Linked DNA regions of Mus musculus: regions 1, 2 and 3 are each linked to region 4. A link is a contact called in public HiChIP or PLAC-seq and promoter capture Hi-C data. All regions are on one chromosome and are shown on one strand. The core of a region is the stretch at or near the end of the contact, and the rest is flanking DNA. Distances in the headings are between cores, read along the strand shown.

Evidence for each region. Promoter capture Hi-C pulls out the DNA fragments that hold promoters and counts their contacts. HiChIP or PLAC-seq counts read pairs in DNA pulled down with a chosen protein or histone mark.
Region 1: an HNF4G HiChIP or PLAC-seq map of pancreatic cancer cells shows a contact between it and region 4. The contact joins the enhancer-like site here to the promoter of Phf20l1 in region 4. A contact is called at or near these places in 6 of 39 promoter capture datasets (the 3T3-L1 cell line, the C10 cell line, the HPC-7 cell line and 3 more), 1 of 115 datasets of contacts at active chromatin or transcription factors (pancreatic cancer cells) and 1 of 9 other capture datasets (adipose tissue).
Region 2: a contact with region 4 is called in a promoter capture Hi-C map of hippocampal neurons, with 5 times the contacts expected there. The contact joins the enhancer-like site here to the promoter of Phf20l1 in region 4. A contact is called at or near these places in 5 of 39 promoter capture datasets (the HPC-7 cell line, hippocampal neurons, liver and 1 more) and 2 of 115 datasets of contacts at active chromatin or transcription factors (extraembryonic endoderm stem cells and large pre-B cells).
Region 3: an H3K27ac HiChIP or PLAC-seq map of extraembryonic endoderm stem cells shows a contact between it and region 4, with 10 times the contacts expected there. The contact joins the enhancer-like site here to the promoter of Phf20l1 in region 4. A contact is called at or near these places in 10 of 39 promoter capture datasets (the 3T3-L1 cell line, 3T3-L1-derived adipocytes, the C10 cell line and 6 more), 6 of 484 Hi-C or Micro-C datasets (CD4 T cells, cerebral cortex, muscle stem cells and 2 more), 6 of 115 datasets of contacts at active chromatin or transcription factors (astrocytes, double positive thymocytes, extraembryonic endoderm stem cells and 3 more) and 3 of 9 other capture datasets (adipose tissue, liver and macrophages).

Annotation. Positions count from the first base shown.
Region 1 is chr15:68,285,245-68,291,602 of GRCm38.p6, forward strand. No RefSeq gene overlaps it. Among named protein-coding and RNA genes, the nearest start is that of Zfat, 30 kb to the left of the region's middle. Within about 2 kb of position 1,982, at least 109 of the 459 cell types and tissues checked have an H3K27ac peak or open chromatin away from gene starts, as enhancers often do. A contact at or near this core is called in hematopoietic stem and progenitor cells, liver and pancreatic cancer cells, where this site is marked.
Region 2 is chr15:68,187,446-68,194,319 of GRCm38.p6, forward strand. All of the region lies in intron 3 of Zfat (zinc finger and AT hook domain containing), which reads right to left. Among named protein-coding and RNA genes, the nearest start is that of Zfat, 68 kb to the right of the region's middle. Within about 2 kb of position 1,851, at least 6 of the 459 cell types and tissues checked have an H3K27ac peak or open chromatin away from gene starts, as enhancers often do. A contact at or near this core is called in hippocampal neurons, where this site is marked.
Region 3 is chr15:68,361,406-68,367,663 of GRCm38.p6, forward strand. No RefSeq gene overlaps it. Among named protein-coding and RNA genes, the nearest start is that of Mir30d, 23 kb to the left of the region's middle. Within about 2 kb of position 2,071, at least 408 of the 459 cell types and tissues checked have an H3K27ac peak or open chromatin away from gene starts, as enhancers often do. A contact at or near this core is called in the HPC-7 cell line, adipose tissue, astrocytes and 13 more, where this site is marked.
Region 4 is chr15:66,576,079-66,582,842 of GRCm38.p6, forward strand. It overlaps Phf20l1 (PHD finger protein 20-like 1), which reads left to right and starts at 1,494. Exons shown (of 21, transcript NM_001081409.1): 1 at 1,494-1,769; 2 at 3,991-4,110. The coding sequence starts at 4,028.

The DNA of each region.
Region 1 (6,358 bases), core at 732-3,231, 1.7 Mb after region 4:
TTTTCATATGTGGCTTAGGTATGATTGAGGTATGATTCATATGTGGCTTAGGTAACTGTACGATTGAGGTTTCATGGATGCAGCTTCCCTGATACGTCTAGAAGCTGTTCTTTTTTTTTTTAATATTTAACTTTTAATTGATTCTTTGTGAATTTCACATCATGCACCCCAACACCACTCATTTCCTCACCCCTTTGTACCCACCCTCCACCCTTACCACCACCCCACCAAAAGAAAACAAACAAACAAACAAACAAATAAATAAATAAATCTCCTTGTGGAAGCTGTAGTATATCCCACAAAATCTCCTTTGTCCACACTTTTATACTTGGAAATGTTCATTGCAATGAGTCATTGATCTGGTTTGAGGCCTCTGGCTTCTGTTACATTATCAATACTGGATCCTCTCTGAGATTTCGTGCAGATATCTTGTTGATGCCCTGGGTTATGCAGATCCTGCAGTTCTGAATCTGTAGTTCAGGCCCTTCATGTGCTCCAAAAATGCTCCAAAATAGATGGGTTAGATGTTGGAGTGGGCCAACTCACAACCATGGATCTGGGCCTGGGTGGTAGCTGAGCTGGTCAGCTTGCCAACTCTCCCATACCCATCCCACCAGGATGAGCTCTCCAGGGCTGCAACTGGGCAAGGGGCAGAACCAGCTCCTACTCTAATGCCCTCAGAGCTGGCTCACTTAAACCCACTCCAGCAGAGCCAGCTTTATGGTGCTGCCCATAAAGATACCAGAAGATAGATACCAGATTCAAATAGTATGCAAAGGCAAAGAGAGTTTATTCTGAGAAATTACCAACATGCAGGGGTTGCGTTCATCAAAATAGCAACCACCAAAAGAGCTGGCAGGGCTAGGGGAATTTTCCAGAAGGGTTAGGTAACCTCTAACACCATTGGCTAGATGTGTAGCAGCAACATCAGTAGGTTTTTGTTTATACTAGTTCCATTATATTTGGTGGGACCTTGAGAAAAAATCGAAGACTAGTTCAGCATTATCTCCTCAGGCCAGGTGTTCTGAGAACTGTCTCAGCTCTGGAGCTATTCTCCCTAGTTCAGGGTCATCACTGACTAATGGCCCATTGTTTATGGATTTCCCCCAAAGGAACCTAGTTCATTTTCCTGGGAAACTGAAAAAAATTCATTCCCAAGGTTTTTAGACCCCCTCGGGTGCAGGGCCCACTCTCCTGAGTGCTGCAGGATGAAACAACTCTCCCACTCTTAAGACCTCATGGCCAGTTCATGAGGGGCAAAGTGTGTGTGTGTGTGTGTGTGTGTTTGGGTGGGTATCTCTCCCTTACCCACGACACTACAGGGCAAACAAGTGGCAAGGCCATCTCTTTAGGAGATATCCTTAGAGCTTCTGTCCAGATCATCTGACTCGTACTTATTTTTTTGTTGTTGTTGTTCTTTCTTCTGCCCTACTCCCTGAACCTTGGGTATTAGGGGTTATGTTACAGATGGATCAGATGGAGCTGGGTACTGCACAGTCCATTCTCTGTATTTTGACAAGGTGTAGCTTTCTATAATGGTTTCTAGATCATGGGTTAGGCCTATACTTCTCTGGGGGTTGGGGGAGGGTATAAGAGTATGTATATAATATGCAGTTAGGGATTATGGATTATGGTAGTTTGGTTCTCCTTTAAGCTGAACTATGTGTCACAAAGCTCTTGGCATCCCACAAAGGTTTATAATCAATCGTACCCAAAAACCGCAGGGAGCTGGCCTTCATCTTGGTTGGAAAAAAACTGCTAAGACAGGCAGGCATGGTGCCAGGCCACACAGGAGGGAGCAGCAAAAGCTACCCCAGAATTAGGTTGACAGTTCAAAGGAGCTCTAACTTGACCCCAGTCTTGCATATCAACCGCCTCCTTGATGGGAGGGGCATGTTCCCCATGGAGGGCACAGCATGGCATAGTCAGAGTATGACAGAACACTGTGTGTTCAGCCGAAGAGCGCTAGCTTAAGGGTGCTGGCATGCAGCTCTGCCCTGGACAGAGAGACATTTTCTAACTGAGAAAGGACAAACGCGTGCAGCTGCTCAGTGGAAGGCACCGGGAAAGGGGGGAGGGCAGCCCAGTAACCCAATCCTCTTATCAGATCAGCCAGCTTTGAGCTGCCTCCTCTTCTCTGCTCTGTCCCCCAATCAGTGGCACTTCAGCAGCCAGGTCCTGTGAAACACACCTGCCATTTGTTCTGTGCTCAGCTCACCCTGGCAGACATGAGATCACACGGGGTGAGGTGGGGGGGGGGGGGGGAGTGTCTGCTTGTCACCTGCTCCTACTGATGTTTGATTAGGCTGGCCTGTCTGGCGTTTGAGCCTTATATACCCTATGTGACGATTGGGTTCTTTATGATCATTCAGAGTTAGTGGCAGGATTGCAAAGATTTTAGAGCATGCTTTGGGGTTTTGTTTATTTCTGTTTTATTTTGAACCAAGGCTTGAGGAATAGGTGAGGATATCAAAAATCATGTACAAAAATCGTGTTGCTTTTTGAGGAAAAGACTCCCAAGCTTTTCCCTGAGCCCTAAAGTATGTGTAATCCTTTAAATTAGAACAATTGCCAGACAACTCTCTCCCACAAAGGGTCATGGTATCATTTGCCAAGAGTACCGTGCAGTGGGCAGCATGTCAAACTGTGTTAGCAGACCAAGACTCACTCACAAACTACAAACAAAACCTACCGGAACTACTATGTAAGCTGTAACAAAGATTTGATCCTCGATAGAGTGGATTCTTTAGCTATTATAAGAGATTTGATTGGCTTTTCTCAAGTATTCCTCTCAATCAATCTTTCTCTCTCTCTCTCTCTTTCTCTCTCTCTCTCTCTCTCTCTCTCTCTGCTCTGATTTTATTACCCCTTTTATTTACCAGTGGATTTCCTCTAATCGTTGAGTCTGGAAATGAAATACTGAGAAACTAGGGTAACCAGAGGAGTTGTTATAAAGTGAAATCAATAAATCACTCACAGTGCCTCTGGTGGAGGTTAGATGCATATTGTGCCATTGCTATCAAAGTAAAGCTAACCCTGCAATCTCAAGAGGGGAGAGCATGTTTTTCACAGAATGCATGATCATGCCAAATAAAGCACAGAGCAGGATCTAAAATGCCTAAATCATTGAATAGGCTACATGTAAGTCACTCGCTGACAAACACACGTTATGACTATTTCAGAAGGTCATTCTAAGGAGGCCACCAGGCAAAATCAGGAGCCAGTCACCAGTCTTAGAAACTAGAATCCCACAAAACCTTAGCATGAGGCTGAGGAGGAGAGACTGAGGTCCAGCAGTTCCCAACTGTAGAAAATGATTATGTAAAAGGAATTGTAATGTAGGGGAGAAGATAATCTCATGACGCTTTCTTAAGGCATTATAGTCCCATGAATCCTCATACATTCACAAAGGAATTCTACTCCATCCCATCCCGTACAGATCTGCTCTCTTTCAAGAAAACAAGTAGTCTCACCTGAAAGAAACAGCTATGTGACACCCCTCTCTTAATATATGCAATGAGTACATAATTTCCATGCATATTTTGAGTTGTACATGGAAGATCTTCCAAAAGCATTGTGGGTTTGAAGACTTTCAGAAATGGGGCTTAGGAGAACTTGTGAGATCATGAACTTTGACCTGATCAACAGATACATACATACATACATACATACATACATGTGTGTGTGTGTGTGTGTGTGTGTGTGTGTGTGTTGGGGGATGTTTTTGTGAGGTAATGTAGACTAAGTAGAGAGGACGAAGGTCAATACAGGAGTGCTTTTGAAAGATCCTTAGTCCTTTCTCTCTGCCTCTGTGCTTCTGGGTTATGTAAGGTAAGCAGCTTTACTCTACCACATGCTCCCAACTATGATAGCCTAGCTTTGCTTCAGATACACAGGAATGAGCCAGTCAACATCAGACTGAGATATGAATCCAAGTAAAACCCCCTTCTCTTGTATTCTCAAGTATTTTATCACAGTAATGGAAAATTGACTAAGACACATAAATCCTTGAAGAACACACTCCAGCTACACCAAGCATGAGATAATAAGGAAATACAAGGTCTGATGGGACTACATTACAGATGAAGGCAAACTAGCAGAGAAGCTCTACCTCTAGACTCTCAGTTCATCCAACTGTATACAACTCAGGTCCTTGCCTGCAGTTTGCTGTATCAGTGGAAACAACTATGCCTTGAGGGCTGGAAAAGAAGTATGTGTGCCCTCCAAGGCTGTTGTCAGCCACAGGTGGCAGGGATGCATCAAGACTTAGATTCTTTATGAGTTGGTTGGGGAACTCTGAGACGAGTGCTCACCTTATTTCTTAGAATCCTTCTTGTGTACCTTCCAGTTGCCCACATGACTAGGTGCTCAGTCACACTCCTTGACTAAGCTCTGCTCATTGATCTTTCCCTCTGCTACTCCATCACCAGTGCCTCCTGGGATGATTGCCTAACGACCTCAGCACTCAAGTCCCTTTCTTGTCATGTACAAACACACTGCGCAATCACATGCTCCTAATCCCTCCAAAAGGATTTATCTAATCAGAGGGATGTTGGGTCACATTAAATAGATATTTATGAGGGCAAAATAATCCAAAATAATTTAGTTCTGGACTTGCAACATCCCAGTTCTCCAAATCAGTCCATTGGACTTGCAGCGTGGTTTTTATTTAAATGATGTATTTTATTGAAAATTTCATGAGAATAGTATTTTGATCATATTCATAGTCTTTGCCTCTTCGCCTTAATGTCCTGCCTCCTGTATTCACTTGCCACTTATCTACCACCTTTCAATGTGGTGTCCTTTTATCTAGTTTCTTTAAAAAAATATTGCCCACCAAGTCTAATTTGTCCTGTCCATATACTTATGAGTGTGGGACCACCCACTGGACCTACCTGCCACCACACTCTTAAAAAAACTGATTTTTCTCTTATCCCAAATCCATCACTTGCTGATGGTTCCTCAAACAGTTGAGATGCTCAAAAGCCCCTGGCCCTTCTATGCTAGAATATTGACTGGCTTGATATTATTCAGGTCTTGTGAAGGCCACAGCTGCTGTGAGGTCTTTTGTCCAATAGTCCAGTCGTGTCCAGAAGATACTTCCTTGTCCTCCGTGGTCACCGGCCCTTATAATCTTTCTAGCCTTTCTTACCTGATAGTCTCAGAGCCTAGGCGGGTGAGGCAAGGTGATATAGATGTTTGTGGCTGAGCACACCAAAGGCCCCTTTTCTCGTTACTTTTGATCAGTTGTTTCTGTGTTAACTGCTACTTATTACATAAAGAAACTTCTCTGATGGTATCTGAGAGTTGTTCTAGGCTGTGGATATAGAGACACAGATTTAGAGGGCAGTTTGAAACTATGTCCATTTGGCAGAAAAATTAGAGTAGGTTCACCTCAGGGACACGTGAGCTCTCCAGCTGAGTTCTTGACCAGATCTGCAGTAGTAGGCAAACATTTCCTTCTGTGAGCCTTAAGTCCCACCAGGAAATGGTTGGTTCCCCCTTAACACTCATGCCACCGTTGCACCCGTGGACACATTTCACCACTGTGGCTGGTATTGTAGTTCACAGGTGGAGAAGACAACTGATGACCCTCCCAGTCAGCACTGTGAAAGGTAGTTTGCAGAAAAGAACCTTCCTGTTCAGAACCGACTTTGTTTCTCTGTGTCCTCTGTCCAAAGTGTGTGCTATCTTCAGCAACAGATCTCCAGTTATAAAAAATATATATATATATCTATGACAACAGCCTGCACTATTTGTAGGATGGTCTCCAGAGCACCCTTGATTTTAGTCTCTAACTCCTTTATTAATGACATACCCCAAATTGAGAAGGGTCCTACCATCTTTAACAGGTACAGAATGCTGCAAAACCAACACTTTCTTGATATGAACATTAGGCTTTTGGTAAGCAACCTAAAATCCTATTAGCTTTTAAAGGGCCATATCACACTGCCGATTCATATTCCTGTTGGAAATAGCTAAATTGTGTGTGTTTTACAACTACACTAATGCCAGAGTGAGTCTTACAATTTTCTTTAACTTCTTTTACTGTGATGGTTTTTCATTTTGTTTCAGTCCTATCTTAGAATGTACTTAAATCCTTTTAAGCCAGAGTCTGTGATACAATATATCAGCTGTTTGTCCAGCTGTCCCTTTCTTTATCCACACGTATTTCAAGGTTTATAGTGGACAGAAGGAAGTCAAGCAGCAACCTGGAGGTAGGGTCTGGAAGGCTATGGAGGACTGTTGCTTACTGGCTTGCTTCTTAAGGTTTCCTCAGCCTGCTCTCATGCATACCCTGGATCGCTAGCCTAGGAATGGTAAAACCCACAGTGGGACTAACAGAAATTGCAGGCTT
Region 2 (6,874 bases), core at 601-3,100, 1.6 Mb after region 4:
CAAAACATGTTCACTGTTTCCAGGTCACAGCTGGGTACTGGGAATGCACTGCTGGGCAAAGCAGCATAGACCCTTGGCTCATTTTCATGAACCATCATTAATATCAGCACTGTAGAGAAAATGATTAGAGAGTCACAGTCCAAGAACGCCCTTCTCCTAATCATCTTATGCTTCCCAGGCATGTTCCCTGTGCCAGGCATGGTGGACATACGGTAAGAACATACCAAGCCCTCAAGGGCCCTCCACTCCAGAGAAGACAAAGAGATAACAAATGTGATCAAGAGTAGTCTCTGTTCTGTGTTGTATGAAACAAGAATAAGGGACAGGATGGTAGAGGTTACCTGATAGGTCAGAAAGGCTTTATGGAGCAGTTAGCTATGGCTGACTGAAAAAGCGAGGGTTAATGAAGCACTGGATGGGGAAGATGGGAACCAGTGATGAGGACAAAGCTATGTGTGCGGTCTTGGGAAGGTGTGTGATAATAAACAGCAATGCTCCAGTCTAACAAAAGAAGACTGAGACAATGGATAAATACTTGGCTGAGCATCCTGGTGGCCACACCTGCAGGAGAAAGGAGAAAGTGACCTAAAAAGATGTCAAGACTAAGAGGTAAATACAGGAAGGCCATGAATGCTGAGAAGAGCATCAATCTCCCACGGGTGAGACACTAAGCCCAGTCAACCTGCACAACAGAAGATAGACTGTGTCTGGCCTGGCCCTGCTGGGGACTCCTGGGATGTGGAGTGATTGTCATGTCTTTTGATGGCTCCAAAAAATGACAATACGTCCAGGTTTTTACAGGAGCTGCTGTTTTTTCAAGGCTAGTTGCTACCTTACCTTTCTTAAGACAATTGGGAAGCCAAGCAAAACATATTTAGGGCATCATGGGACTTCTTGGTTCACATATGCATCTCTTGAAGGTAATGGTGAGCGACTGATGCCACCTAATCCAAGGAATAGCTGAGCTGGCTTAGAGTTTTACATGTATGCCATGTTGTAGAGAATGCAGTACATGGACTGGCAAACCATTCAAATGCACTGTAGAACAAATGCATCAGTTACAGACATACGACAGCAGCCATGACAGGTTCAGCGATGGTATTAGCCTAAAGAGTAAGACTAGCCTTCATCTGTCAGTGAAGGACAAAGGAGCACTCTAGAATGGAAACACCTGGACAGTCCCAAATGCGATAAAGCAGAGGGAAGGAGGGGACAGAGGGCTTTACTAGAATCATCAGGCCTGAAATGACCCACCTGAGGACCAGATCTTCAGAATATCAAAAGAGAACACTGAGAGTCATTCCACACGCCTCTGTATGAGACATGTGTGCAGCGGACAGGCAGCAGGGAAGGCGGGGTTGGAACGTGCAGGAATATATGTGGTTATCAGGGAAGTGAGATTGAAACCAAGGAACAACAAGATAGAGACTGTGGAGTGGGGTAGGGAAATGGGCAAAGGGAGACAGCCAGAAACCGATCTTCCTACATCTCAAGTCAGCTCCAGCCAGCCCGACACAGTGAATCAGTCCATGTATAACAGATAATGGAGCAGCCATGCTGGCTGAGGTGAAGCTAAGGAAATAGAACAGTCAAACCAGGCATTCACATTGTGCCCCATAAACCAACAGTACTTGCCAGGTTCCTGGATCATCCCCGGCTTGCAGGAGACAGTCTGGGTTAGTCTTTAACAGAAGAGTATTAGTATTAAATATATCAATGTCAAACAAAAGAGAGAGGTGATGGGAGGCATCATGAATCAGCATGGCATGCTGCTCTCCAAGGCCCAAGGTCAAGGAGCAACGCTATATTAACACATTCAGAGCCTGAGAGTGAGCGACAGGATGGGCACAGCACCTGGTCTCCAAGGTTGCTGGCAGACGCTCCGTGTTGGGAAGCTTGCTATGCAACATGCCTCAGAGCAATTGTTGCCTTGCCTGATTTTTTTAGTGGCTATTACAAAAACATTTCCAAAAGCCTCCCATTTGTCTGAGTCACAGAAGTCTTTTCGTCGCCTGGATATCGGGTGATGTGTGCACATAAATACTACAGTAGGATATTTTGGATGCTATAAAAAGGTAGAACAACATTTAATGGATTTTTTTTTTTTTGCTTGTAAAATGATGTCTCACTCTATAACAGAATTCACCATGGGATATGATTCAATATGTGGGAGATATGCCAAGGATAGCTATGTTGACGTAAAAAAAAAAAAAGGACCTGAGAGTCTGAGTTTACCATAAGCTTAGCCTGGTGAACAATATAAATCCACAACAAGCAAACAAGGGTGCACACTATCAGCCAGGGTAAGAAGAAATGAAGAAGAGGTCCCACCCAGCATAGGGGATGAATGGTAGCAAGCTCTGCTATAGGCACTAGGTGTACACACTGGAGAAATGAGTGTGAACAGTTGGTGGCTAGCAGAGGGTGAAGGCTTGGAAGCCACCTCCTATTAAGAAACACTGGAGGGACCTGTGTTGGCCCCAGTAGAGACTATGAAAACACCCCTGACTACTGCAGCTACTCCGATTCCCTCCTGGCTGCAGTGTGATAGGCTGCTGGTATGCACCTGGCTTCGTTACTTTCCCCATCATTGTGGCAAAATGCCTGACAAAGCAGCTTAAGTGGTACGAAGATTGCGTTAGCTAATTGTTCAGAGGGAGCAGCCCACCATAGCAGGTGGTGACAGAGTTAGCTCCAGTAAATGGCAATGGGAGTGTAAGATGTCTGGTCATATGACTGTGACAGTCAGGAAACAAAGAGTTCTGACCAGAAGTTGTAACCATCAAAGGTCACCATCAACCAGTGTCTCCTCTGCTAGCCATGCCTCCACTCAAAGAGTCCCACAGCTACACTGCCCCAATTCTACCCTCTGAAGGAATGCCACCACTCTTTGTAGGAACTGAGAATACATTGCAGCACCTGAAGATCCAGGCTTGGCCACTCAGGGCTGAGAGAAGGCTGTCAGGAGTTTCTGAAAGCACTTTTCTTTCTTAATAAGCAAAATATTGCTCACAATCTTAACGAGGTCCACTTGTTGAACTGAAGCACTAGCCACTAAGAGACCCCAAGGAAAAGCTTGTTCATAATGCTCATAAAGAAAAAGACAGTCCCACAGCATTGTCACTCAGACAGCCTGGACTACCAACCCCAGACAGCTTGTTCTGTGGAGAGTTCTGCTCTTATCTAAACTTGTTTTTAACTGGTGCCTCTGGTAAGATCTTTACACTACCCTCTACCTTAGCTCCAGAATGAACCAATCTACAATCCAAATCTAATCAAGTTACTCTCATGTGTGGACCCTTTAATGCCTACCCTGCTGTCTCCATTAAGAATTAGTATGAAAGTCTGCAAAACTCCCACAAACCATCTGTCACACCACCCACTGAGGCCAGAGTCTTGACTTCCAAGGGACACCCTCATATGCATATCTTCTCCCACTCAGGGTTCCAAGTACATGGGCCACAAACTGACTCAATCACGCTGCATTTCTTCCCTGGACCTACACATCTTCCGTGATTCAAAGGGGGACTGCACTCTGCAGGTGGCTGTTCCTCAAAACTCACGCACTGAAATCTTAGTCCCTGGTGGGATGGTGTTGAGAAGACGGGAAACTAAAGCAGAGATCAGAGTCAAAAAATAAGGGCTGCCATAGGAAGAAGGAAACGAGGCTACCTGTAGAAAAATGGATGGAATCGGAGGCCGCTGTGCTAAGAGATAAACCAGACGCAGAACGATAAATAGTACATATTCATTCTCTCTCTCTCTCTCTCTCTCTCTCTCTCTCTCTCGTGTGTGTGTGGGGGGGGGGACCGGAGGCCACTGTGCTAAGAGATAAACCAGACTCAGAACAATGAATAGTACAAATTTTCTCGTGTGTGTGTGTGTGTGTGTGTGTGTGTGTAGACATGTTTATATTTGTATGTGCATTTATGTGTGTGTGTATGTGTGTGTGAGTATAGAGGGGGACATGGAAGTAGAAAGAGGCCATGGGGGAAGGAAGGACAGAGGGGAAATAAGAGAATGGGAGAGAGGATGATAGAGATATTTTATTTCATGTTTTCTCTCTCATAGGTGGAGAACGTAAATATAGATAGATATACATGCATATGACATGAAAGTGGAAGGCAGGCTATTTGAGGAAAGGAAGGGAACAGAGAGAAGTGGGGAAATAAATATGACCAAGCTACAGACTCTGTGTGTGTGTATGTGTGTGCGTGCATGTATGAAATGCCACAGTGAAATCTACAAGCTTATATGGTGACCCACAAATTTAATTGGAAGAAAACCTAAAAGTCAGAGCAAAAGAGAATCTTACACCTCTCAGCGCTCAGGCGTGATCACCACTCTGACATATCCTCCAGCAGAGACACTCCTGAGTCCCTGGCCACATACAAATGGCCTATACCCTACTTAAGCGGTCACTGAGGTGGAGCCAGCACAGAGTCACTCTGAACCCTGTCACAGGCTGCTACTGCTAGAGTCGTGTGGCTGCATCCCAAGAGTCCAACGCCCACACCTATGGCAGTGTCCATGACAAACCTTTCCCTAGGGAGACATAACAAGCATCTACCCTGTCGTTACACGGAGGGTACCAACAACAAATAAAAGCACAGGTCTACCAAAAACAAACTTCCAGAAGCAATTCATTTGTGAGGGGTCACTCAGGAGCTGTTAACTAATTTGTGGGTATCACCAACCAAAGCAGTCATACCACTAAGAACTCACACTTACTTCTGCATGGATGACAACTGCACAGAGGGAGTTCCCCCTCCGTCAACGCTCCACATGCTATGGACTCTAGGACCTCTGAGCCCACGTGCAACTACGGCAGAATTATGTGCAAGTGACCAGGAAGGACAGGCAAAAGAGGCTGGAATCTCAGGTAAGGGTCCAGTTTTATTTGAGAGAGAGGGAGGCTGGTTTCTGCTCTCTCCATTTGAGACAATGTTTTCCATTTGTTATGGATGGGTTTAAGATGAATCTGAACAATTGGTGTCCAGAAGGTGGCGCTGTCTGGAGAGGCTATGCAAACTGCAGACACTGACCTGTCTAAAAGTAGATCTTTGTGGGCATGCTCCGAGGCACTCCTGCCTGTGTTCTCTGCCTCTTGATCCTCAAGGGCCCAGCACAGCACACAGAACCACCATGCCTTTCCTGCCGTGATGTATTTATTCTACTGTCAAAAACACTGAGCCAAAATGAACCTCTCTTCCTGCAAGCTGCTTCTGTCAGGTGTTTAGTCATAGCAATGGGAAAAACAACCAATACATCTCCCAGTTGCTCATGACCTCTCTCTCTGTTTTTCAAACACAGTTGCCTTTCTCCCACTGAAATACCTTCCAGACTTAGGCTGACAGTCATGATGGTGGGTGCTTCTTTAAGGGCATGGCATTTACAGCTAGCATGCTTCAAGTCCTTTCTTTGGGGTGTTTTAAACAGTTTCTTGTTCCTCTGACTTTGTGAGCTTTTCTACTTTCTCCCCCACCCCTGCTGATGCCTATATTCTCTGTAGCTTCCTTTTCTTTGGAAAACTCAATAGCTCTGCAATGCATCTGCTTTTTGGGAAACCATGTTGGATGTAGTCCTACTGTGTGCACATTGCCAATGGGCCAACATACATATCCATTGTGTGCACACTGCCAATGGGACAACACATATATCCACTGTGTGTATACTGCCAATGGCCAACATACATATCCACTGTGTGCACACTGCCAATGGGCCAACATATATATCCACTGTGTACACACTACCAATGGGCCAACATACATACCCACTGTGTGTACACTGCCAATGGGCCAACATACATATCCAACAGCCTGCTAATAGCAGAGGAAAGTCAGTAGGCAAATACCACTGTGTGACTCCAGTCAGGATCTTCCATGGCAGGGATAAACTCACATTGGATGTGAACACAAGAAATAGGTCAGTGACCCAGTGGAAGTCATAATCCACCTGAGCCAGTAAAGTCAGGACTTGGCAGGCAGTGCAAGTTGGCATTTTCTAAGTGTAGGCTGTGCTCTGAGTTCTGATGTAGCAAACACATCTCACACCAACATTCCTACTACTGGTCAGAAAAGCTACTGAGACTAGGCCAATCATTGGTCAAATCCTGTCTCATGTGTCTCCCAAGTAAAACAGAAGCCCTATGAGGTTAGCAGGGTTCAGCTCATCCCACTGAGCAACTTCCAAGGTGCTCAATATGAAACGAAGTAGAAAGAGATGGGAAACAAAGTGGAGAGACATAGGAAGGGCTACAAATCTCAGATGAGCAAAGTCATTTATTCCTTAAGCAGTTAACAAGGAAGGGTCCCACGTATTTGGCCCTACATGGGGTACTAGAGGCCTGGAAAATGGCCAGGCCTGTCACCCATCCTCTGGCAGCTCAGAAGAAGCCATGAGTAACAATGACTAGACCCCAGTCATGCAACTCACTGGACCTGCCATTGCCTGTCCTCTATGCCCTGGAAGACTTCTCCCAATTCCTTAGACACATTACGAAAAACCAAGTTTCATGGAGAGGGAGGGATGACATAGGGGAGACTCTCGCTGAACTGACAGACCAGCATCATGTGTAAGTCTATGTAACTGCAAGGCAAGCATGCCCCACTGTCTCCCTCACCGCTGAAACTGTGCAAAGCTGACAGTCGGACAAAGTACACGGAAAAGAGTCAGCTGCATGAGGATTGCCAAGATGACACAAGAATGTGGTCAAATCGCAAAGCCTACATAATAGAGATCTAACAGAATATGTCCCAGACACAACACAGGGCCTAAGCTGATAAGCTGGAACAGTGGGTCTCAACTGTCCTAATGCTGTGACCCTTTCATTTCATACAGTTCCTCATGTTGCGGTGACAACCAAACACAAACA
Region 3 (6,258 bases), core at 821-3,320, 1.8 Mb after region 4:
TGAGGAACAAGTAACAAGATGGCCTACTAACCTTCCCTTCCTTCTCCGAGAACCTCCAGGGCTGGGCTTCATGCCACACCACAGGGACTCAATTTCAGAGTGAGGGTTCTCCACTGAGAGAACTTTTTGAAAGTGACAATCATATATTCAGAATTAAAAGGAAAAGCACTCATATATCAGAAATGCTCAGGGTGAGAATCAAAACTTGAATTTACTAAGCCTTCTAACTTACATCAAATTTACAGAAGGGTGTCCTTCTGGCTGTTCCTTCACTATAACCCACTACACCTTTCACAAACCGGGGAGTCTTCTAAAGTTTAATATACACCTGGCACCTGTTTAGACTGGTTTTTACTGGGGGGGGGGGGGTGAGGCATCTCTTATCAATCTGAACACACTACACTGGAAATTTCCAAACTCCCAAATAAAGGCACACCAGGTCCGAGTGCGTGCCTGGTATTCTCAAAGTCATCTCCTGGAGAGCCGTTCATGTAGGAAAATCACTTTAATGTCTGAGAAGGAGGCAGGATCCATGCGCGCATTATGATCCTGCTAAAACTAAAAAGAAAGAAAAAACAAAACAAAACAAAACATGTATCCATGAAGAAAGGAAGGTCCGGATTAGCGACTGACAGTCCGAAAAGACCTGGGTTGGAAGAGTCCCGAGTTCCTCTGAGGGAAGCTGTGCACTGATGGGTGGCACTGGGTCAACGTGATTACTTAACCTTGCCAGCCAAAACTAAACTCTGCTCGGACCAGCCCCAAAGCTGGGGGTGCCGGAGCCTATCAAGTACTCCGGTGTCTTCTCGTTTCTTCCCGTGAAACGTGGAGCCTGACACCTGAAACTTCACCCAGACGCTACCGCATTTCGGAGCGTTTGCATTTATTTTTTAAAGTGCAACCGGCAAGAATCAGTTGTCGGCCGGCGTGCGAGAGGGAGAGATTAACCTATTTCCTGCACACACAGGAAAAGAACTCATGACAATTCAAGCAGTTCCCTCTCTTCCAAGTAACTTTTTGGTAACCATTCGTCCTGAAATAACCACAAGCAACAAACACTGGGCACTGGCATGGCAACGACCAGCGGGCGTGCCAGGTCCCCCAAAGGCGGGGTCCGTGGGTCTGCGACCCGGTCCGGCCCCGAGCTGCGGCCCCTCAGCCCTCAGCCCCCCAGCGCCGGTCCTGGCTCCGCGCGACTTTGGCGGGGAAATGCACTTCGCCGGCCCGGACGGGAGGGCAGCTCGCCGCGGGCCGGAGTTTCCGAAGTGTCCCGAGCCCTTCCCGTGGCCTCGGCGACTCCCGGCTGCGGCCGCCCGGGGGCCCACCTGCCCCAGGGCCGCGGGGCCGAGCCGCTGCCGAGCCCGAGGGGCGGCGCCGCCCCCCGCCGGCCGAGCGCCTGTCAGCCGCGCCTCCCAGGCCGCGCCTCGCCCCGCACCGCACGCGCCCAGCGCCCGTCGCACTCACCTGGCCGCTCTCGCCGACCGACCGCGCGAGGCCGGAGACGCGCGACGAGAGGCCGCCGCCCGTCGCCCGCCCGCCCGCCCGCCCGGCTGAGTCCACCTCCCGCCCGCCCGCCCGCGCGCGCCTCGCGCCCGTCGCGCGCCCGTCGCGGCCGGGGAGGGGGTCGCGAGCACGCGCGGGCGAGGGGCGCGGGCGGCGGCCGCTGGGAAGCCGGCCCGGCCGCGTCCGTCATGGCGCACGGCGCGGCGGCCGCTCGCTGCGTTCTCTCCGTTCGTTCGCCTTTAGTTTGACCTTTCCCTCCAGTGTGTCTGAGGAGAGCGGCCGTGCGCGCGCGCGTGTGCATGGCTCTGGGTGTGCGCGCGCGCGCGCGTGTGTGTGAGTGGGAAGGGGCCGGGTTCGTTCCCCGACGCCTGACGTCACTGCCATGGCAACGGCAGCCTCCACCCCTCTCTTCCCGCTTCCTGTACCCGCCCCCCTCGGCACGTTAAGAGGCGGGGCTCACGTGCTCACTGAGCGCGCGTGCGCACGCACCCGCAGCGCGGGGGGCGCTGGGCGGTAACGAGGCGTCCAGGAAACTCCTCCTTCTCCTTGCGGTCCCCCGGAATTGGGCCAATATGGAGAGGAGGTGCTAGGGGCGGGCGCCCTTGGTTGCTAGGTTGCGTGAAAAATATCCTGAGGTAGTGCGAAAACTCTCCCTCCATCACTGAGCATGTCTGGGGAAAGGGGGCGTGTGAGCCCGAGTTGGGCGAGGTGAAGGAGGACGTTCAGAGAGTAGCAGAAAGAGGCTGGACATTGGGGACAGGTCAGAGCGTGTCGAACTGGGACCGCGTGGCTGCTTAGAACGGTTTACTTCTTCCCACCTCCTTGTGTGATCATGGGCATGCACGTTAAACACTCTGAACTGAATGTCCCAGCCAAAAAAAAAGAAAAAAGGGGTGGGGGGGATACTAAGAAAATCTGTCACAAGATGATCGTTAGTACTAAAAGAGAGAACTTGCGTAATGACTTCCCTGGTGCGTGGTAAACACTAAACATCTAGCTGCTATTGTGGAGTACATGGCCTAAGAATTTTGCAAGTGGGTACAAGGGACTCGTGGTTTTCTGAGACAGAGTCTCACTATGGAGCCCTCTTTGTCCTGGAACTCAATAATGTAGACCACCAGGCTAGCCTAGAACTCAAGAGCAGTGTGTGTTAGGATAAAAAAGCATCGGCCACCTTCCCTGGAGTGACATTAAATGATCACAGTGGATTACTGTCATAGCCTTTAAAGTTCAAGGGTCCTGTGGCTTATGAAGCCACCTTTTAGGAAGAGGAGAATAAAAATTTGCAGGGAACACTCTTTCCCGTTAAAGATCTTCCCCTGTGACTATGGAATCACTTCTCAATCTCATGCTGTCTCGTTCCCGCAGAGGTTTAGAATGCTCAACTTAAAGGGCTGGACCCTTAAGTTATTTGAGGAGAACGGTTCTGTACCACCCACAAAAAAATCAACAAAATTGCCCTTTCCTCTGATTCCTCAACCGGTGTTAATTTACTGCACGTTTTCTTTAAAGGTGCTCTTCAAATGTGTAGGTATATGAAGAAAAGGTAATTTAGCTAACCGGCATTTTCCAGTGGTCAAGTGGGAAAGAAGTTTGTTGTCCAACCTGCAGGCATGCAATGACCAGATCTGGGGAAGGCAGGCTCCTTAGATTTCAGACTAGCTGGTTACCTCCTCAGTCCTCAAACCTCTGATTGAAACTCTTTTTAAGTTACCCCTTAATTACAGTCTGCCTCCCAGAGTCTCTTGGCTATTGCAGGACTATTTCTACTGTTGCTGTTTCTGCTTTTGAACCTCAAATCTAAGCCTGGCCTTGATAGAGAATGTGACCCAAGCTCCGCAGATACACTCTTGAGTTCTCTACTTTCTTCCAAAACTAGTAGTATTTATGTGGCCCTTCTAAATTCCCAAAAGGTTGCTGGAATTACTCAGTTGGAATGTATCAGTCTCTTTTCCAGAGCTGCTGGCATACCTCTCTTTGGACACAGTTCTTCACAGGCTTCATGTTCTGCCATCTGCAAAAGTCCACACTGAACATCCATGTTTGGTCCAGTGTATCACATAATACCTATTTCTTTAAACTTAGGTCATCGGCCTTCTTCCTTGGCCTGAAAAGCCATACAGGAAGGAAGCATGTCCATTTCAATTTGGCTATACCCTACCTCTTTTTCATATCACACACAGGACGACTTAAGCAGCCACCTAGCAAACTGCTGGCTAGGCTCCCTGCCTATAAGGTTCTTAGAAGCAGAGTTGACCAACTCTGGCATATGAGAACTTAAGATATCTTACACGCGTTGGACTACTCTCAAAAGTAGCTGAAACTTCAAGGTTACTCCTGTGCAGTAGAATTAAGTGCTGACAGTAACAAGTTGCTAGGCAGAACAAGAAATGAGGAGACCAATGAAAATTGTCTACTTTTGTGAACCTAGGATTTTTCAGATGTTGTTAAGGGTGAGGCAGACAGTAGACGAAATGCCCAGGGTCTGTCAGGGGTGTTGCTCCTGGAAAGAGAGCACTTATGTTCAAGAGGAAATGCCCATATCAATCAGGATTTATTTATGCTGGACTGGTAGCACCTGTCCCTGCATCTGATTTGGCACCGTTATCTGAAGCCCGATGGCATTCTTGTGTGTACTTGTATCTACTCTTGTGTTTCTTTGACATGCTATTTAATTCTGTAAATAAATTTTCCCAAACTTATTTCTCTTATTGTTCATTGTGCTCTTGCAGCTGCCAAGCACACAGCAGCATTGCCTCAGAGTCATCCTTCATTTCCACTGTGTCCATTCAGTTGGCATCTGCTAAAAGCCTTCCTTTCCCATGGTTGATGTTAACCAGTTCGTCCAAACTGGTGTTTGTTGTCATGGTACAAGCCATTTTCTGTTGGTGTATTTTTGGGGGGCACTTTAATGGGTTCTATCATCTACCACCCTTCCAACCCTTATTATACATCATTCCCTTCCAACCACCCAACACTAGGTAGGAGAAAAAGGTTAGAGAGGAAAGGTGGCATAAACCTCTTTAGACTATCTCCTGCTGAGTAGGGGCATCCGGTTCCTTGGAGGCCAGTCCAATCTCTACTGTCAGGATATCTCCAACCAACAATCCAGAAAAACTGCAAAACAATAGCAATCCAGCAATAGCAAACACAGCAGCAGGGACCAGCAGCAGCAGGGGCAGGGGAAGCATGCCCTCTCAGGGTTCTCTGTACCCTCTCAAGAGTCCCCAGAATTCCAAACACAAACTTTCTGCAGCTGGCCAAACTCATGCCCTTCTTAGAGCACGAGACAATCAAAGTGGCTGTGGACAAACTGAAGCAGCCCTGTATCTCACATCTGGGATAAAACAAAAACATATTCATATAACTTAACTGGATTGTTTAAGAAACCAAGATTCTCTCTATAATCTTCCTTTTTTAAGACTCATTCCCAAACTACTAACTTGTCATTTTTGTCTTGCCTTGGGACCATTTAGTCCCAATCATGCTTATATACCAGATTCCAAAGACCATTATGAAAGGTAAAAACAGGGCATCTCATCAGCTAGCTTGAAACTCCTCCTGATTCCTTCTCTCTCACTGGCCAGGCTGCTTGTGTGACTTCTGATGCAGTTTACCTCAGTCATGTTTCTCATCCCTTTTACAAGGGTTTTTTTTTGTTGTTGTTCTCTGGATGTTGAAAGTGTTCAGTATCTTCTATGTATTATGTTCTTTGTACAAACAGGCACACATCCTAGGATTCTCTGCTCTGGTCCCTCTACCAAGGTAACTTTCTCTGTGACTTTGAAGTTTGTAAAAATTGCCCATGCTGTGCCCTCTGGGGTTACTTCTTTCTCTGTGTTGTAACTACCTCATATATTTTTAGGTCTTTTATTCTGAACCAGAATATGAGATTCTAGAGATCTTGGGCCTTGACTCACGTCATTCATGTGATGTATATATTTCTGGCACCACCTCACTACCTGGTATATAACTGATATTCCGTAATTGGTTATTGACTACATTAATGCACTGAGCCTTGTACTTGTTAGACAACCAGGAAGAAAGAATGTCAATTGAGAAACTTTCCCCCTTCAGATTGGCCAATGGGAATTTTCTTGGTTAATGATTGATGGGAGAGGGCCCAGGCTACTGTGGGTTGTAGAAGAAAACAAGCTGAGAAAGATACAGGGAGCAATCCAGTAGGGAGTTTTCCTCTGTGCTTCCTGCTTCTACTCCTTGAGCTTCCTCAGTGATAGACTTTGTCTGAAGGTCTAAAATGAGACAAATGCTTTCGTTCTCTAGGTTCTTCATTGAGCAGTTTATCATAGTGACAGGAAAGCACACCAGGCCAAGCCTTATGAAGGGGGGGGGGAACCCCAAAACCATTGTACTTATTCAATTCTTCACCAAGCTATGTCTAGAACTATAGGACTAATCAGTGGGTGATGCATGAGTTAGAATTCAGTCAGTACCAATTCATGTATCAGGAAGGGAGCATTTGTTGGTTAGTCCCGTCTCCAACAACCTTCTGCAGTAGCCAGTGCTCTCCTCATTGTGCAGACAGGGACATCTATGTGGGTGCGGGGAGCGACTGGACCACAGTCATGCTTGATTGTGGGAAAGGCAGGATTGATTCTGGAAACAGGTCATCATGTAAGTTGCTGTGTTACTGTCCTGCTCTGCTGCAGTGACAGTGGTGTTCATGACCATGTCCCTATTCTCCCTTTCTCTTAGAGAAATCCCAGTCTCCTGCCAGCATGAAGAAAAATGATT
Region 4 (6,764 bases), core at 244-2,743:
TACAAATTTTAAAACAATATAGTTTAAATAGCATTTAAAGTGAGACCTATAGCCTCAAGGGGGACTAAATTCATTAGATTCTAATATTTTCATCCCATCTAATGAAGGGTTGACACTTCTTCATTAAATTTAGATTAGACTCTGAAACAAATGATCCTGATTTATAAATATATGTTTTTTATTTGACAACATTATACATTTTATTGTTTAAATCAAGTGTTGTTTTAAATTGCATGTTTGTTTTAGGTGATCCATAATTCCTACAGTCATCCTAGTGTATCAAGGACTTCTACTGCTAAAACAGTAATTATTGCAAACATTGTAAATCACAGTACTGGGGGACAAAAATATTTTAGAACTGTCTTCTTGCATTGGCATTTTCTTGTGTGTGTGATCTTACTTGTATTCTAATTTTACAGCAAATTAAATAACCGTACATAATATTTTAAAAGTGGAAAGTATAATTCTGCCTGTGACAGAAAAAAGATTCTAGAAATAATAGAAATATTAATTGTATTGGACCAATGAGAACCACAGAGGATTAAAAAGAAGAACATAAAGACAAATATCATCTCAGAACTGTCTTATTCGCATTGTTTGTAGCATCACTAAGCTCAGTATAACTCTGCAACTATTAGATATATATTTCTTGAATGAATGTCTTTTGAATAAAAGGATGATTATGAAGATTTTCTCAATTTACCAAATCTCTTGAAAGTCAGAGAAAACATTTCTATTTTCACTGTACACGATGAAGCAAGATAAATATAAGTGTCATTTGTATGCAGTGATGCACTTTTAAAACGTGGGAGGCAGAGTGATGGAGTGGGGAAAAAAATAGATGTTTTCTCTCAGTAGCACTTTGAATGATAACTTGTAGATCTTCTCAAAGTTGGGATAGGGATTCTCCTGCTTAATATAGACTTTGGTACATGGTAGGTGTTCAACAGAGGTAGTCCTATACTATTAATTGTGAAGACTTGTTCTATTAGTACCCTAAACTTCTTAGGAATTTTTAAAGATTCTTAAGAATCTTTTATTTGTTTTATAAAGATTTCTGAATTTGGAAAGTAGTATAAGTGTGCAGTTTTGATTGTCATGTGATATATTTATAGCAGAGTGTCGTGACAAAGTATCCATTCAAAAGAGACAATTCTGATTTTGTAATACAGATCATTGTGTCTGTCCTTAACGTGGGATAGAACAGACACGGTGAAAAGTGTGTGGTGCATTGACAAGTTTGCCCAATGTGTCAAGTAGTGGGATTTGTTAGAAACCAGCAACAATCACAAAAGGCCACCATCCTCTTGACCCCACCAAGGGGAATCTAGAGCCCAGGTCTTTTCTATGTGTAAGTAGCCCAGCCTGGCCGAAGCCCCACCCCCAGAATAGTCCTCCAATCGGCTGCGCCGCGCCAGCCCGGCCCTCGCGTACCACGTGACTCAACCCAGCCCGCTTCCGGCGCGTCGCGGGCGGCTGACGTCCCCGGCCGGCGTCGCGTCAGGGCTGGCCGGCGGCGGTGGTGGCTGCGGAGGCGGCAGCGGCGGCAGCGACGGCGGCTGCGATGGTAGCGGAGCCGGAGTGGGCTTGAGGGCTTCCTCCCGCGTTTCCTCGGGCCGACGCGGCGCCGCGGGCCCGGCTCACTCGGCTCCCGCTCCCTCCCTTGCTGCTGCCCGGGCAGACTCGAACGAGGCCCGCGCTGGCCTCCCTGACGCGCCCCGGCTCGGCCCCGGACGGCCCGGCTGCTGTGCGGAGACGAGGCCGAGTCGGTAAGAGGCGGCGGAGGGGCCTGGAAGCTGCCGGGTCCCCGGGCTGCGCTCGCGCCCGCGTTGCTCTCGGCCGGCGTCCCGCTCCCTGCCATCCGCTGACCCTATTGTCTGCGCGCCGCCGCGCTACCCCCGCCTTCCTTCCCTTGCCGGGCCGGCGGCTGTCAACCTGCAGCTCCCGGGCTCCGGGCCAGCCGCGCCGCGGCCTTTCCTGGCTCCCCTTGACACCCCTGCGAGCCCGCCTCGTCCCCTCTGCTTAGCTTCGCGGTCTTTCCCTCACCGCTCTCTAGCTCTGTGTGTCTGTCTCTTTCCTCTCACTGTCATCTCTGCAAACTTCCACCATCCTTACAACGAACTCTTTTTTACCGCTTTCTGGTCTTTTTTCATTTCTCTTTTTGTTTCCTTCTCCCCTTTCTCGCTCCCTGTTCCACAGTTTCACTTTAAGGGTCTGTCCAATAGATTGTCTTTCGTAAAAGTTCCTAATTCTGCCGCCTCCCTCATTCTCCTGTCTCCTCACAAGAGAATGGAAATCGTCCCTGCCTTTTGAGGTCCTCATTCCTGAGAGTCACGGGGGATTAGATTTACAGGCTGGAAGTTTGATCTTAGGAAATGTTAGCATAACTGGCAAACTGCCTCTTCGGATTCTATTTCTGTACATTGAAGTAACAGCCTTGTATGTTGCACACTTACAAGATTTCTATTTAAAATATTTATGTTTGTTCCCATTACACCTAGTGTGTCCTGGCTATGAATCTTAACCTCACTGATGCCATGTCAGGATATTCTATATCCCCTTAGGCACGACCTTGTAAACTTGATCCCCCATATTTTTGTAACAAGCGTTGATGCTATTTCTTTTCTTCCCTTTTCAGATTAAAAAAAAAAAAAAAAAACAGGAAGGGACATTTGGAATTCTGTTTGCTCTTAAGTTTTACCTGTTTTAAACAGTGGCTAAAACATTATAAGATTTTTCGTTTGTGTGGGGATTTTTCATTTGTGTGGTGTTTATTTTTTTTTTTTTTAAGCTAGAAAGATCCTAGTGAGTAGTAATGTAAGAACATGTTCTAAGCATCTCCCTCCAACAAGAGCAGCGTTAGATTCCTGGTCCCCAACCCGTTGTATTTTGATAAGACCGTGCTTGCCAGTTATTATTTTCATTCCACTATTGATACCTTGAGAATATATGCATTCTCTTCAAATACTCGGTAGTCAAAAAGGCTGCACGTGTGCTAGGCAAGCCAGTGTGGCCAAAAGATCATTAAATACTTAATGTAAATGGGCTATAGTGAAGTATAGTGAAGTAACGACTCCTGCAGGTTTTTTTTTTTTTTTTTTTTTTAATTGTCATTATGGGCACAATGTTGAGTTAATAATAGAAACCTTACCCAGAGTCTGGCATAATTTGATTATGAAATGTGAAATTTAAGAAAAATCACTTGAAGCCGGGCGTGGTGGGGCATGCCTTTAATCCTAGCACTCGGAATCTCAGCACTCGGAATCCCAGCACTCAGGAGGCAGAGGCAGGCGGATTTCTGAGTTTGAGGCCAGCCTGGTCTACAAAGTGAGTTCCAGGACAGCCAGGGCTACACAGAGAAACCCTGCCTCGAAAAAAAAAAGAAAGAAAGAAATAAAGAAAGAAAAAGAAAACTCATTTGCAAGTCTTTATGTTAAAATGATGCTATGGTGTGCTGTTGAGATAGTATGCACTAACTACCCTGATTTTCCAGAAAGGTTGGTGAGACTCCTCCCTGACACAGTGCTTGTCTGCTGCTTTCTCCACGGGTTGTATGTTCTGACATACTAAATGATTTCTGGAAATTAAGTGGAAGACAATTAAGCTGCTCCCTTCAACAGTTTCAGTAAACACAAGTGTCTTCATTTTAAAACTCACAGTGTTTTCAGCCTTCCCTGGGTGGCTCTTTCCTGAGCATTTTTTTTTTTTTTTTGTCAGCTAAGGTTTGAGGCATTTTAGCTATTAGTCTTACTAGCTGTCGCTTCTCTTTAGCTGTTTTTCCTTTCTGTATTTATCTTTTATAAATGCCCTACCAAAATTTCCTTCATGTTGCATCCTACCTATAAGCTTTAGTGATTGTTCAATTAAAAGTCTGGCAAATATTGTAACGTCCCATGTATTATTTTGAAAATTAGTTAAATTCTGTCCCTTTAAACCGTATTCCATGTGCATCTCATGCGTTAGGATCTAACTTTCTTTTTTCCTCTTGAGGTAGTGGAAAGAAAATACTGAAGAATAGGATCTCAAGATGAGTAAAAAGCCCCCAAATCGTCCTGGAATCACTTTTGAGATTGGTGCTCGTTTGGAGGCACTGGACTACTTACAGAAATGGTATGGAAAATAACAGAATATTGACCCAAAATTTGTAGCTTTAATAAGTCACTTGCTATTCTAACCACATGTCAGTCGCATTAGTGTATTCATCCCTGAATACACATACACATTGGGTTTAGGGTTAGCATTTAAATACTTCATTGTACAGTGCTTTAGCTGTTTGAGATTTGAAAGTGTTTGTCTAGAGTAAAGGGCAGATAGAGAGGATGTTACCACTGAATAACTAACAGAGTTTCATTGGCAGAGGTCAAGGAAGGCTAATTCACACATTTAGCTTCCCAAAAAATTGTATAAAAACCATGATGTGTTTGTTTTCTTGATGTTTACCAGATAAATATTAATGATGAGGACTTGTACTTTCACAGGGTACATGTCTATCCTTTGCTATCCTACTGAAAACCAAAATCACGACCTAACCTCCTCCTTCCTTAAAGAGCAGAACCTCAAGTCATGTTGTAGCTGACTGTTGTCCCAGAAAGGCAGTCCTCTCAGAATGGCACTTTCTCCTCTTGTTCTGGTCATCTGTGGCAGGTGGTCAGTATAAACACCCAATGCATATATATCACTGACATAGTGGTGTAGGAAAGGGTGACATGCTAGTGTTCTGTCCACGTGGCTAGAGGGGGGAAACAGCATTCAGGGGTCACTGGCTCACAGAGCTCTAAGGATAAGGGAATGAGTTGCTCGTTTTGATTAATGGCTCATCACTCTGCCTTCTAGGCTCTTGTTGTCTTCTTGTTGCCATTCTTGGGCCACTGAGAGGAGCATTTGATAGGTTCTGCCTGGGACCAGTGTTGCCTTTGCTCCTTTCTGACACTCGTTTGTTTTGGAGAAGGGCCTAGCATAGCTACTCCAGGACTTTATTCACCACACACTGACTTTTTCTCTCACCATAGCTTTATTAAAGCCATAATGAGAGCCAGTAGATTTGCTTCTAATCTATTTGCATTCAGTCTACTTACTGAATAGGCAATGGCAGGCAGAAACCTTGTTTATGCATATTATTGACTTGGCTTTTATTAACATCTAGCCTTAGACCTTAGTAAGTCTATATCACTAGCTTAATGGCCTCACTTTTGGGTTCTTCTGTACTCACAGAGGTTGAGTACCACAGTTATTTTGCCTCTTTTCCCTAGCTACTCAGTGGGTAGTTCTTTTAAGGAGCCCGTTTCTTACCAGGTGGATAGTGTTTTCTTACCAGGTGGACAGTATATACACACACACACACACACACACACACACACACACACATATATATATATATATATATATAGAGAGAGAGAGAGAGAGAGAGTGTTTTTTTTTTACCAGGTGGACAATATATATATATATATGTATATATATATATATATATATATATATATATATATATAGTGTTTTCTTGAACTTGGGATGCACCTGAAAGATAGGCTTCATCATAGCAAGAGAGATTTAAAAAACAGTGTCTAGATTTTACCAAATGTCAGCAAGGATGTTTTGGTGACAGTGATATACTCCCAACTGCAAAATAATGGATTTACACTGTGCAGCAAGAGATGCCACTTTGTTCAGGACTTAGCTTTCTTGGTTGTGGTTAGCCAAGATTGTTTTACTGTGAAAATATACAATTAAATTTTTGTGAGATATGACTATAAAGAACCTTTTTTTGTGTGAATCTTTACTGTTTTCTTAAAGTTACTGCTTTTGTGAATACCAAGTTATTTCATATTCATATATTCTCATAGGCTTCTCAGCCAACAAAGTGCCAATGAGCTAGTGTTAAGCTTTAAAGAAGCACATAGTTTATTAGTTCATGCTATAGTTTTTGGGGACACTAATGTAGCTTTAAGTTTTTTCAAAACCTATTTTTAAATGCTTTAACCTCCCTTAGAGCCTGTCACCCACTAGGTTAAAAAAAAAAGATAAAGGGAAAGTGTACCAGTGTAGAAAGATTCTTTGGAATAGCTCCTGTTCTAACTGACTTTCCAAAGAACCCTTAAGTTTGCACTTCATACTAATGCAATTTTGACCTCGATGTATAAGGGGTTTACTTTTGGTGGTGAACTGTCCTCTAATTCCGTGGCTGTTATATTTTGATTCAGTAACTAAATTCAAAAAATATTTTTATAGAAATACTTGTTCAGACCTTATTTGAGAATATTTTAGTGTCTTATACAGAGTATAATTGCTGAAAGCAAGTCAGAGTTGTAGCTTTTCAACAAGAGAGTCACGCTAACTAGGTTTTAAGGTCTACATGTATTTCTAATAAGTCCAGTGATGATGGCCCTATTGAGATATATTGGCCAGTAGACCATGTTTACTTATTTGTTCTCAAGACATGTACACTGAACCATATCCTGTGGAATTATGGTGTCACATATGGGTAGGTACCGTTCCTTTTAAAAAGAAGTATTAGAGAGGTTCAGAGATGGATCAGTTTAACCACTTAAGCGGGCTTAAGTTAACCAGTTAACCTTAAGTTCAAGCAGTTAAGGGAGCTTGCTGCTTTCCCATAGGGTCTAAGTTTACTTTCCAGTACCCATGTAGAAAGGCTCACAACTGCCTCTAATTCCAGCTCCAGGGTATATGATGCTTTCTTCTGGCTTTTGAGAGTACTCTTACTCACATGCACATACATATATACATATACAATTTTAAAAATATTTTTAAGA